2 separate regions of the Zea mays genome follow, and region 1 is linked to region 2. The links are chromatin contacts, called in public Hi-C maps. All regions are on one chromosome and are shown on one strand. The core of a region is the stretch at or near the end of the contact, and the rest is flanking DNA. Distances in the headings are between cores, read along the strand shown. Region 1 has its middle 52 kb from the start of LOC100381931. Region 2 has its middle 17 kb from the start of LOC103633352.

Region 1 (5,607 bases), core at 2,546-5,045, 330 kb after region 2:
CCGCACCACCACCAATTTCAAAGATAAAGTCTTTCAAATTTGGATTAAAAGAAGTTTTTTTTTTCAAATGGTAGCTTATTTTTGATAAAATTTTCAAATTGGTATAACCCCTTTCAAAATTAATATCTAAAACCCTCTCGAACACTAAGAGGAGAATTTCATTGAAGGGGAGTTTTGTTTTAGTCAAAGAAAAAGCATTTGAAACAGGGGGAGAAAATTTCAAATCTTGAAAATGCTTCTCAAAAAACTTACTCATTTACCTTTGACCATTTGCAAAAAGACTTTGAAAATAATTTCCAAAAGAGTTTGCAAAAACAAAACAAGTGGTGCAAACGTGGTCCAAAATATTAAATATGAAGAAAGCATCCATGCATATCTTATAAAATGTATATTGGTTTAATTTCAAGTAACCTTAGCACTTACATTATGCAAACTAGTTCAATTCTGCACTTATATATTTGCTTTGGTTTGTGTTGGCATCAATCACCAAAAAGGGGGAGATTGAAAGGGAAATAGGCTTACACCTTTTCCTAACTGATTTTGGTGGTTGAATTGCCCAACACAAATAATTGAACTAACTAGTTTGCTCTAGATTATAAGTTTTACATGTGCCAAAGGTTCAACACAAACCAATAAAAAGTCCAAGAAAGGGTTCAAATAAAAAGAGCAAAAGACAACCCAAAGGCAGCCCTGGTCTGGCGCACCGGACTGTTCGGTGTGCCACCGGACAGTGTCCGGTGCACCAGGGAGTTCCACTCCAAACTTGCCACCTTTGGGAATTCGGGAGGCCGCTCCGCTATAATTCACCGGACTGTCCGGTGCACCAAGCGGAGCAACGGCTACTCGCGCCAACGGTCGTCTGCAACGGTACAGTAAACAATGAACAGTGTCGACTGCGCGCGCAGAAGTCAGAGCAGGCGCCAGAATGCGCACCAGACAGTGAACAGTGACTGACCGGTGCACCACCGGACTGTCCGGTGGCCCCACTTGTTAGAGCTCCAACGGTCGGAACCCAACGGCCTGGTGACGTGGCTAGCGCACGAGACAGTGTCCAGTGGCGCACCGGACTGTCCGGTGCGCCATACGACAGCAGCCTCCACCAACGGTCATTTTGGTGGTTGGGGCTATAAATACCCCCCAACCACCACACTTCAATGCATCCAAGTTTTCAGCCATCAAACCTCATACAAGAGCTCTAGACTTCATTTAAAGACACAATCAAAGAGATCAAATCCTCTCCCAAGTCCGGAATCACTCCAAACAAATTAGTGACTAGAGAGAGACATTTGTGTTCATTTGAGCTCTTGCGCTTGGATTGCTTTTCTTCTTCCTTCTTTTTTGTTTCCAACTCAATTGTAATCAAGGCAATAGACACCAATTGTGTGGTGGTCCTTGTGGGGACTTAGTGTCCCGTTTGATTGAGAAGAGAAGCTCACTCGGTCTAAGTGACCGTTTGAGAGAGGGAAAGGGTTGAAAGAGACCCGGTCTTTGTGACCACCTCAACAGGGAGTAGGTTTGCAAGAACCGAACCTCTGTAAAACAAATCACCGTGTCATCCGCTCTTATTCGCTTGTGATTTGTTTTCGCCCTCTCTTTCGGACTCGTTTATATTCCTAACGCTAACCCCGACTTGTAGTTGTGCTTAAACTTTATAAATTTCAGATTTGCCTATTCACCCCCCTCTAGGCGACTTTCACATAGCCTTGTACAACGGTATGTCCTCTATCGTATAGTCTTATAATGTGGAATAGGTGTGTGTGTGAATGAAATCATACATGTCCTCCAACTCAACTGCCATTGATCACTGACACAAACTCTGAGCTGCCTCTAGCTCTGACCATTTGTGACAGCATTGTCATCGCCATCAACATTGAGAGCAACAACGTCGGCTTCCTAAGGTGGCGCTGCGCGTCTGCTACGACGGCTAGGGCACACTCTGACCAACGATGTCGTCGTGGAGCCAACAGCCACGTCTTGCCTTGCTTCGTCTGGCGGTCACCACAACATCGTGATGGCGTGTGGCGTCAGTAGCCTTTTACTCAATGGTGCAGAGATTGGTCGTGGCATCGTGCTATATAGCGGCGGCAATGTCGGCCATGACGATAGTGCGATGAGTGATACCATGAACTTGGATTTCTTTATCAAGCTATACATTGCTCCTATCCAAAAACAAATGATCTTGTATATATATGGGGTGTTTGGTTTGGGAAATGAGCTAGTCTATCATCTTCTCACTCCTCATATTTTTTATTTGGTTTTTGGAATGGATAAATTGATCCATCACCACCCTATTTCTCATAGTTAGTTAGTACTAATATAAGAAATAAAGTCATTCCACCAAATTTAAGGAATAGACACATCATACACCATATCATTTTGGATGGATTGATTACTCAAACCAAACACCCAATAGTGTATAGTATTTCATGTACGACTGAGTAACACATTATTTGACCCGTCATCGACTCATCATGCGTGCGAGGACGCCCAAACTGCCAGCCTGCCATGCTGATGAGTGATGACTGATGAGCATGCGCTGAACCTACAATCTCGGGAGCAGGAAGCCAGGATGGGTGCACATGTACTATAGTGCAGCGCAGGCGGCTTCTGTTGTACCGCATCCGCGTCGGACGGCGCCCTCTGCTGCGATTAGAAATGGCCAAACGGGCCGCTCGGCCCGGGTCTCAGAGCCGTTCCTGACTTTTAGGGGTCGGATGCGAAATCCGAAATGGAGGCCCCATCCACACATAATATATATAATATTCAATATTTATAAGATAACAAATATAAAATATAGCAAAAACACATACTTGTTATCTGATGTCATTAAAAATATCTCCTAACATTTTGTGATACAAATCATCGCTTATACCATTAAGATCAATCTCATCCAACAACTTCTTTTAGATACATATAATCGCCAAACCATTTAACCTCTCTTAAGTCATTGTTGACCTTAAATAGTTCAAAAAATATTTCAATTTTAAAAATCATCTCTCCGTCGATGCAACCATCATGTGTATAGTAAATAATACTCTCTCTGTATCAAAATAGAATTTATTTTGCTTCTCTAGTTGATTCCTCATCATCTAATTGAATATAGATATAAAAATCAAGAGTTCAAACAAATACTATTTTGGAACGAAATGAATATTAGATAAGTAATTGAGACATTAGTTTAACAATCTAAACGAAACTGATCGATAGTGCATCGCTCTTGCGTATTTATGTCTAGGGTAGATATACTTAGCGGGAAAAAAGTGTTAACGTCAAGTGGCCCGAGGGCCCCTCTGTTTTTGGGGGCCCGGTGCGGCCGCACCCGCCGCACCCCCTCAGGGCTGTCCGTGCCGGGCCCGGTGAAGCTCGGCCCGTTTTGGGCCCGGCCCGCCAGACACGGTTAGAAAACCGAGCCAGGCCGTCTAAGCACGCGGGCTCAATTTCCTGTCCGAGCCCGGTCCGTTTAGCACGAAAAAAGTGGGCCGAAAAGCAGGCTATGCGGGCTGGTAAGAACATTTTAGTGTAAAAAAGCGGGTTTAACGGGCTTAGAGGTAAACGGGCCGTGCCGGGCTAGTCCACCGTGCCTAGTTTCCAGTCCGAGCCTGGCCCGCTTATTCGTGTCGGGCCAGCCCGGGCACGCATAAAACTGGGTCATGCCAGGTTCGGACCGGACCTAAACAACGGGTTTCATGCCGGGCTTGCAAGCCTTGTACTTATTGGCAATCTATAGCTGCGATGTGCAGCGCAGGCGACATGGTGGGCTCGCTCATCGGCCTCAGAACGGGCCTCGCCGTCGTGGGCCGTAGCTTTGTGCATTGCATCCACCTAGGCCTACGTCGCATTCTTCTCTATCGGACTTGGCCCAATTACGAGCGTGTACACCTCAGAGATACAGGGTATGGTTCGCTGACTAATTTATCACACTTTAGCTAACTTTTCTGTCTAAAATTAGTTTTTCAATTCGAATGATTATGACACAGCCCATATTCCCTATTCCCGCGGCAGGTGCGCGCGCTGGGATTCGCGGTCGGCGTGGCGTGCAACCACCGGCGTCATCTCCACCTGTCTCTGTCAAGGGGTGGGTGTTCTTCTTCACCTGGGACCTCCCTGAGAGAGACTAGGGGCCGAACGCTGGAGGAGATGGGAAAGCGATGGCGGAAGGAGAAGGCACTACCAGCGAGAGGGAGCAGGTAGTCCAAAAGGACAAATCAGATGGAATGGAAATCAAGAAACAATTGCCACTGTGTCATAGTCAAAACCGAAGCAACCTGATCTATACCTGGTTGATTTCGAGGTGGCCATGACAATTCACAAGGTGCTAGCCAAGACTGCCGCACGAATCCTATAGCTAGGAGCTATAAACACGCGGCTAGTTTTCTATTAGTACCTGCAAGGCTGGGAGAAAAACTGTACGAAGAAGTCCTGTACAATTACTTTTTTACAGGATCATACGGATACATGCCAGGTATCCTTGTCCAGTCGGTTGCTGGCTCGCTCGATCGCTTGGTCAGTGAGCTTTCGGCTCTCCGCTAGCTGCCGCTGCTGATGCTAATATATCTCACCGAAGCTAGCTAGCTGTCGATCACCAGGTGCCATCAGTTTGCATTGCAATGCTCAACGCGTGACCATACATGACACTGTCACCACCATCTTCTTTCGCCATTCATGCATCCACCTCCCGCCGTAAAGCTGAAAATGAGGAACAAAAGGCTCTTCTTATTTTCTTAGTCCAAAACTACCTCACGCGTGTAGCAGCCGACTGGTCACCACACTATCGATGCCACGTAGGCCAAACGCTAGATCACGAACCGCTATAGATCTAATAAGCGACGCACTTGAATAATATTAGAGTGTTCAAAATGCTTTTTAAGAGTCTGTTGATTTAAATGACATATTTGGACAATATTAAGATGCTAGAAATGCATTTTAAAAGCTTGACGCTTCGTAACTCTGTATTCAAAGCCCAGTCATATGCAGCCTACTTAAGGCCTGGTAGCTGAAGAAGGCCGGCGCGCCTTCGGCTCTTCGCCGCGCGGCCCGCACGGAGTATCGTCGCTTGCTCGCGCTGGTCATCAGTTCGGCTTCAGGATTTGTCGCGTCCTGCGTCGTGGCGCACTGGGCCGTCGGCCCTATTCCGCCCTCCAGTCGGCAAGCACCCGCACCCGTGGGTCATGGTGCATCAAATCATGAACTATTATTCTTCTCACTTATCAGGGCTTTAGAAGATAAAAATAAAAGCGTTACGACGGATCACCAGATCCGCACTCTTTCCTCCCGTCAGCAGATTAGGCGCGAAAAGTCGTGAAAGACCCATATCTCTTCCCAGAAGCACGACAGAGGAAACACACGAGACACGATGTAAGGTTAGGCCTTTGGCCACTTTCTCTTCTATGTATTATGAGGGGGTGTACTGGTTCCTTATATAGAGATGTGAGACCCCTCAGGGGCAAATCAGATATTTGCCCACATAACCCTAACTAGGTTACTTAACAAAAACATCCGGGATTATATAATCCAGCTTATGGATTATATAAGCATCTATTGACCTGCTAATGGATTATTATAATCTAGGTATTGAGATTACATAATCCATCCAATAATTTGTGTTGT
Region 2 (5,679 bases), core at 1,012-3,511:
CTGTGACTGAAACCGGAAGCTGTTATGCTGCCAACTGCTGTTTCTTTTTCGTTTCCATACCCATATGTCAACTCAGCGGCGGCAATGCTACTACTACTATGCTAGTTGGATTGGTGATTTCCCGAAAAACGGTTAGCCTTTTGCTAGCTCACTCACCTCAGCCACCACCCATCACCAAAGACGCAACAACAAGCTGGGTTGCCATTTTGAAGCACAGGTCCGTTCGAAGGAAAAAAAAAATTGCTCCGAAGAGCCTACACATGTACGTATGTGTGCGCGCAGATCGATCAATCCAATCCAGGTACTACATCCTACGTCTTGCTATCCTGGCTGTACTTTGCACCGTGCATGTCGGATGGTTCGAAATGGACGCTTTCCCTCTTTCAGCGGCACACGCTCGAACCGCGAGGCGCTCAATTGCTCAACCTCAACCTATCTAAAGCGACCAACAGATGCGCCCCCCTATACGCTGCTCCCGTTACGTGCTTGCAAAGCGAGGAGTTTTTCCCCCTACGCTTTTGAACTCCCGTCACGTGTGTGCCCCCCCTCCCCATAATTGAGCATTTTCCAAGTCATCATCGCTGGCGTACCCTGGAATGGATAAGCATGGCCCTTGAACTAGATGCCGAGATGCGGCACTACTCACTCACCTGATAGTTTTGTCTTGTCACTTGTGTTTAGTACTGCCATTACCAGGTACAATATTAAATAAAGTGGAAGATGATGGTTCGTTAGAAGAAAAAAATTCTTACGTTTAAAAGTAAAAGGGTGTTTGGTTACTAAAGTTTAGACCGTGTTAGATTGAATGTTTGAATGCCTATTACGAGTATTAAATAGGTTCGTACTTCGTATTATCATTTAGTTCTCATCTGTATAATTAGTGTTTTAATTTAGACTTTATTTAATATTTCTAACTAACATCCAAACATTCGATGTTTAGGTCCCCCCCCTAACCAAACATGGGTTGTAGAGGAAAGAGAGGATCATGAACGAATTATATGCGTCATTGTACAAGCTAGATCTAGCTTGTTTGGAGTGACTGTAACATTAGTTGGTTCCTCTTCCTCCTAAAAAAAATACTGTGGCAATAGTGTTGGGTACCATACCATTTCGGTTTTCGAGAGAGGAACCGTGCATGGTTTTTAGTTTTACCGGCTCTGTGCTATTTTTACATATTACTCAAACTGAAAGTATTTTTTTATTCGAAAAAAACAATATAGCTACTTTTACAGGATGGAGAAAGTATTCCCTACTTATTATTGATCGGAGGCAACCACGTGGTGCGTGTCAGATACACGCTTTGCTCGCTCACGGACGAGAAGCCCAGCTGCCACGTGGACAAAGAATGGCTTTGCCTTGCCAGTTGCCACTCCATCTAAAGTTCCAAACCAACTGGATTTTGCTGGGTATTCATGTTGAACAGTGAACGCAGATCCAAACTCACTGCATCCAGCATTCCGGCCCGAATCAATTACTGAAAGTAGATATCATCCTTGGACCATGGACCCTTTTTTTTTTTGGCAATTGTGTAGTATGTGGGACGGGTGCAGCGGGGGTAAACTTGTCGAGTTCATTCATCAGCGTCAAGCGGCCTACACTCCACATGGCAGCGTAGCAGGGGGGGTAGACTCATCTGAATCTGGAATTCGGTAGCTAAGGATCATTATTATGTTATTGATGACGAAGTGACCTATCTTCGCTGGCGTGTTTTATTCGGAACTAAAAGGAAGGATATCTGGTAGTAGGTGCCCACGCTTTCGCTAGGGAAATAAATAAATAAATAAATAAAAGGGACGTACAATGATTCCCAAACTTTTCGATATGCATCGTCATTGGAAAAGGGAAACTAAAGACGCAAACGGGTCTTATAGAAAAGTTCAGGGTTGTACCGATACAAGCACAGATATAATATAATATATGTATTTTTTCGTGTGATTCGGCAACGTCCAACGTCATGTGAAATGGTTCGCGCCAGCAAGCCAGAGCCACCCCCGTGTGATTCACACTCACTTTGGCGAGAATCCATCCAGTACGTGTTTTGGCTGCCTGTCCCAGCTACTATGAAATGAAATTACTAGGGCGGTTTTAATTAGACGGAGAGCACAGAGCAGGCTTTGTAACCTGAACCCCTCTGGTCGGTCTGGGAGGCACTCGCATTCACGTGCCTGTTGGCTGTTGCTTCACGGGACGAGGTGATCTAGTTGTTAGCCCGCGTGATCCAGAGACAGCCAAGTCCAGAGCTGGGTTTGTGGTGCCGCTGGAGGACACGTGGTCGGTGCCAGACACGCTCACACGTACGACAAGAGAGGCCAAGCTGTGGCACTGGCCACAGCACAACTGGTCTCTTTTAGCCTTTTGCCACTGCGTTTCTATTCAAGGTGCCGAACCCAGCTGTAGAGGACACCCGAGCCGAGACAGTAGCTGCAGCGAGGACACCCGGGGACCGGGGTCCGTACCGGCGACGACGACTGATGAATAACGCCGACCAGCCCTACCGAGCGGAGGAGGTTCAAGCAAACAGCCTGGGACTTCCATATGCGTGCAGGACCAAGTTTCCCGTCTCGTCCTCGTCCTCGCTAACATGGAAGCAAATAAAAAGAGCGTGGAAAAAAAAAACCCAGAAATCCGGGACTCAAAACTGGCCACGTACAACATTCAATAATGCTACAGTAGTAGCCAGTACAAGTGGTCCTGGTTCGTAGTACTGGTACTGTGCTCGTAAAGTAGACCGGCAGCGTGGAGAACGTGCCGCTTGACAGCATGGCATGGCCAAGAGGTTCGGAACGCCGAGATGGAGCGGCCACACGTCCATGTCAGTAGGGGTGGGCACATTTTTACCATAAACCAAAAACCGAACCGAACCGTACCGAACCGAACCGAAATTTCGGTTTTTTTGGTAGTTCGGTTCGGTTTCGGTTTTTGTATCTAAGAAGTTCGGTTTTCGGTATCGTAATCGGTTTTCACCGTATACCGAACCGAAAAAACCGAATACCAAACTTTATCAATTCTCAAATTTGACTATTCGATTATGTGAACTAATTGTGTGATACAATTAAATTGTTATTCACTTATTTGTATGTGATGTATGATGTATATCTAAATATTTGTACCTATATAATTTTTTCTTTTTAAAATTATGTGTAATCTATCATGTAAACTTGTTGTATGTATTGTCTTGATTATAAGTTTGGTATTCGGTTTTTACCGAAAAACCGAAGTAAAAAACCGAATCCGAACTTCTCGGTTTTTCATTTTCTAGAAAACCGATCGGTTTCTAATGTTTGAAAAACCGAAGTTTTTTAAAACCGAAAAACCGAACCGAAGTTTAGAAAAAAACCGAATGCCCAGCCCTACATGTCAGTGTCAAGACGGACGGGGGCGGCCTGAACCACTGGCCTCGCGTTATCTCATTTAACCAACGCAAACAGAAAGCTCGCGCGGCCCAGCTGCGTTCTTATCGGTTATTGCAGTAGGTCACGGGCGGCCCAGACCGCGTGCGCTGCTCTCGCAGGGTCTTCAGTCATAGATAACCCTTTTCAATCTGAGCTCCCAGGCAGGCATGTCAAAATGGCCGGCGTGCCGTTTCATTTTGGCCCAAGCAGAGTAATACGTGGCCCGGCTAAGGCCCAGTGACGTTCGGCCTACTATTTGAGAGGACACGATGCGCCCTCGTGTTTATTTTTTTAGATTATTCCAACGATACAACTTTACTTGATGCGATTATTACAGGTGTGCCTCAATTGTTCGGACAGCACGTTCCAATTGGTCGGTCGAGTAGCACACATAGATTCGTCTAACATCTCGTTGTCATTGTCACGATAGTGTATTTCAACTGTTTTCGATAGGAGATGGGAGCACGCGACCAGCTAGCCCGACTCTCGTCAGGCATGGTGCGTGAGCTTAACGTCGTCAGCAAATGTCACAGGTAAATTTGTTGTCGTGTACTAGTGTATTTTGTGTCGGAATTTTCTGTGCAGCATAGCATAGCAGGTTATTGGCTAGGCGGACGAGCCAAATACCTTGGATCCGCCGTTGCACAGAGGCCACACACACCATTTGCCATCAGTAACAAATTGCGTGCAAGAACTTAACACTGCGCACGTACACAGCGGTTCAACCTATCTAGGTCCTAGGCGTGTCACACCTGTAGATGAGTAGATCACGGCTGTTTCAGGCATTTGTTTTTTTGGGATTGGAAAAGATTCGCTGCTCTTGTGCGTGCCTCATGCACGGCGTGCATGGCTGGAGAATCGCTCTCGTGGCGGCCGCAGCGAGGCTCCTCACTAATCAATGTTATCCTCAGGTTTTGTACGTAGTTTTGTTTTTGCTTATCTTTTTGCCTGGCTTTGCTATGCCACTGTTACGGCCACGGGTTTTGCATGTCGTTTGATCCGTTTGCTCTCGATCGGTTGGTACGAATTAGCAACAACTTGATGTGGTCCTGCAGAATGCTGAGTTGCACTTGTTGAGAAACCCTAATGAAGGGTTATGTGGGCAAATACCGAATATGCCCCTGAGGGCGATCACGTCTCTATATATAGAACATGTACCCCTCATATGGAACAGAGATCAGAAAGAGGCCAGAGGCCCAACCCTATATCCAGTGTCTTGTGTGTTTCCTCTGTCGTGCTTATGGGAAGGGAGACGGGTTCTCTACAGCTTCTTGCGCCTCTACTGCTGACGGGAGGGAAGGAAGCGGATCTGGTGATCCGTGGTAACGTAGTTCTCAATACGTTATCAGCACGCTCTACCTCGACGTTGCTGCGAGATCAGATCTGCATCAACTCTCCGTCACACCGGCAGGTCCCCGGCCTTGCCGAACTGTCCTACGCGACAGGCTTCGTTCCCGTTTGTCGAACCAGAAATCACGGTATGAAATTTTGAGCGGATCTGCAATTTATTGTTCATCGCGTATATTATCTGCGAGCCCGTATGAAATTTTGAGTGGATCACGCAATTGAACGGTATAATTTTTTTTAGATCTAATGTTGGTAGAATCTCGTAATCGCTCCACCATGTCCGGTGAGGCTCCACTCAATCTCGCCCGTGCACCCGAGTTCGTGCCCGCCTAGTCACGAGAATCCTGCGCATCCTATGGTTCTAGAGTGCGAGGTGAATGGGGGCGGCTCATGTGGTCAAAGTCGTGATCCATTCATGTCGTGGGCGTGTACGTGCGTACAAGCCTGAGAAAGCTGAGGTAGTTAGGATTTTTGTTATGAAAAAAAAACTTGCATGCCCACATGCACGTGACATGCGCTATCTGGGCTGGCCGCCTCCCACTCCATACCAGTTCTTTGACCAAGTCGTAACCGCTTATTGCTCTGGCGTTGGAAAACTACGGCTCCTGGATTTTTCTATGTGTGATTTTTCTATCATATTTTACATGCGGATAATTACATGCGTGATTTTTCTATCATATTTTATGGATGCAAAGGGATCCAAAACAAAGTCCTAGGCATGAGTGCTTTAAGCTCTCTTATCGGGTCATTGATAAATGCAATCGGGGCTGAACCAATAATCGCAAAATGAAAGTCACGAGCTTGAAGTTCGGACATTTATGGGCACTATTGAAATAATGTGTGGTGAATGCGATGGTTCAAGTGGTCTTGTGAGAGACCCATCCCACATATGTGTTGAATAACCACTGTTCCGCTATTTATTTTATCTGGCAAATGGCAT

Evidence for each region. A called contact is a pair of places that touch in the nucleus more often than the background predicts.
Region 1: a contact with region 2 is called in a Hi-C map of tassel, with 6 times the contacts expected there. The contact joins two enhancer-like sites. A contact is called at or near these places in 2 of 25 Hi-C or Micro-C datasets (bundle sheath and tassel).

The regions. Positions count from the first base shown.
Region 1 is chr7:170,020,321-170,025,927 of Zm-B73-REFERENCE-NAM-5.0, forward strand. No RefSeq gene overlaps it. Among protein-coding and RNA genes, the nearest start is that of LOC100381931, 52 kb to the left of the region's middle. Within about 2 kb of position 3,796, at least 18 of the 20 cell types and tissues checked have an H3K27ac peak or open chromatin away from gene starts, as enhancers often do. A contact at or near this core is called in bundle sheath and tassel, where this site is marked.
Region 2 is chr7:169,688,555-169,694,233 of Zm-B73-REFERENCE-NAM-5.0, forward strand. No RefSeq gene overlaps it. Among protein-coding and RNA genes, the nearest start is that of LOC103633352, 17 kb to the left of the region's middle. Within about 2 kb of position 2,262, at least 19 of the 20 cell types and tissues checked have an H3K27ac peak or open chromatin away from gene starts, as enhancers often do. A contact at or near this core is called in bundle sheath and tassel, where this site is marked.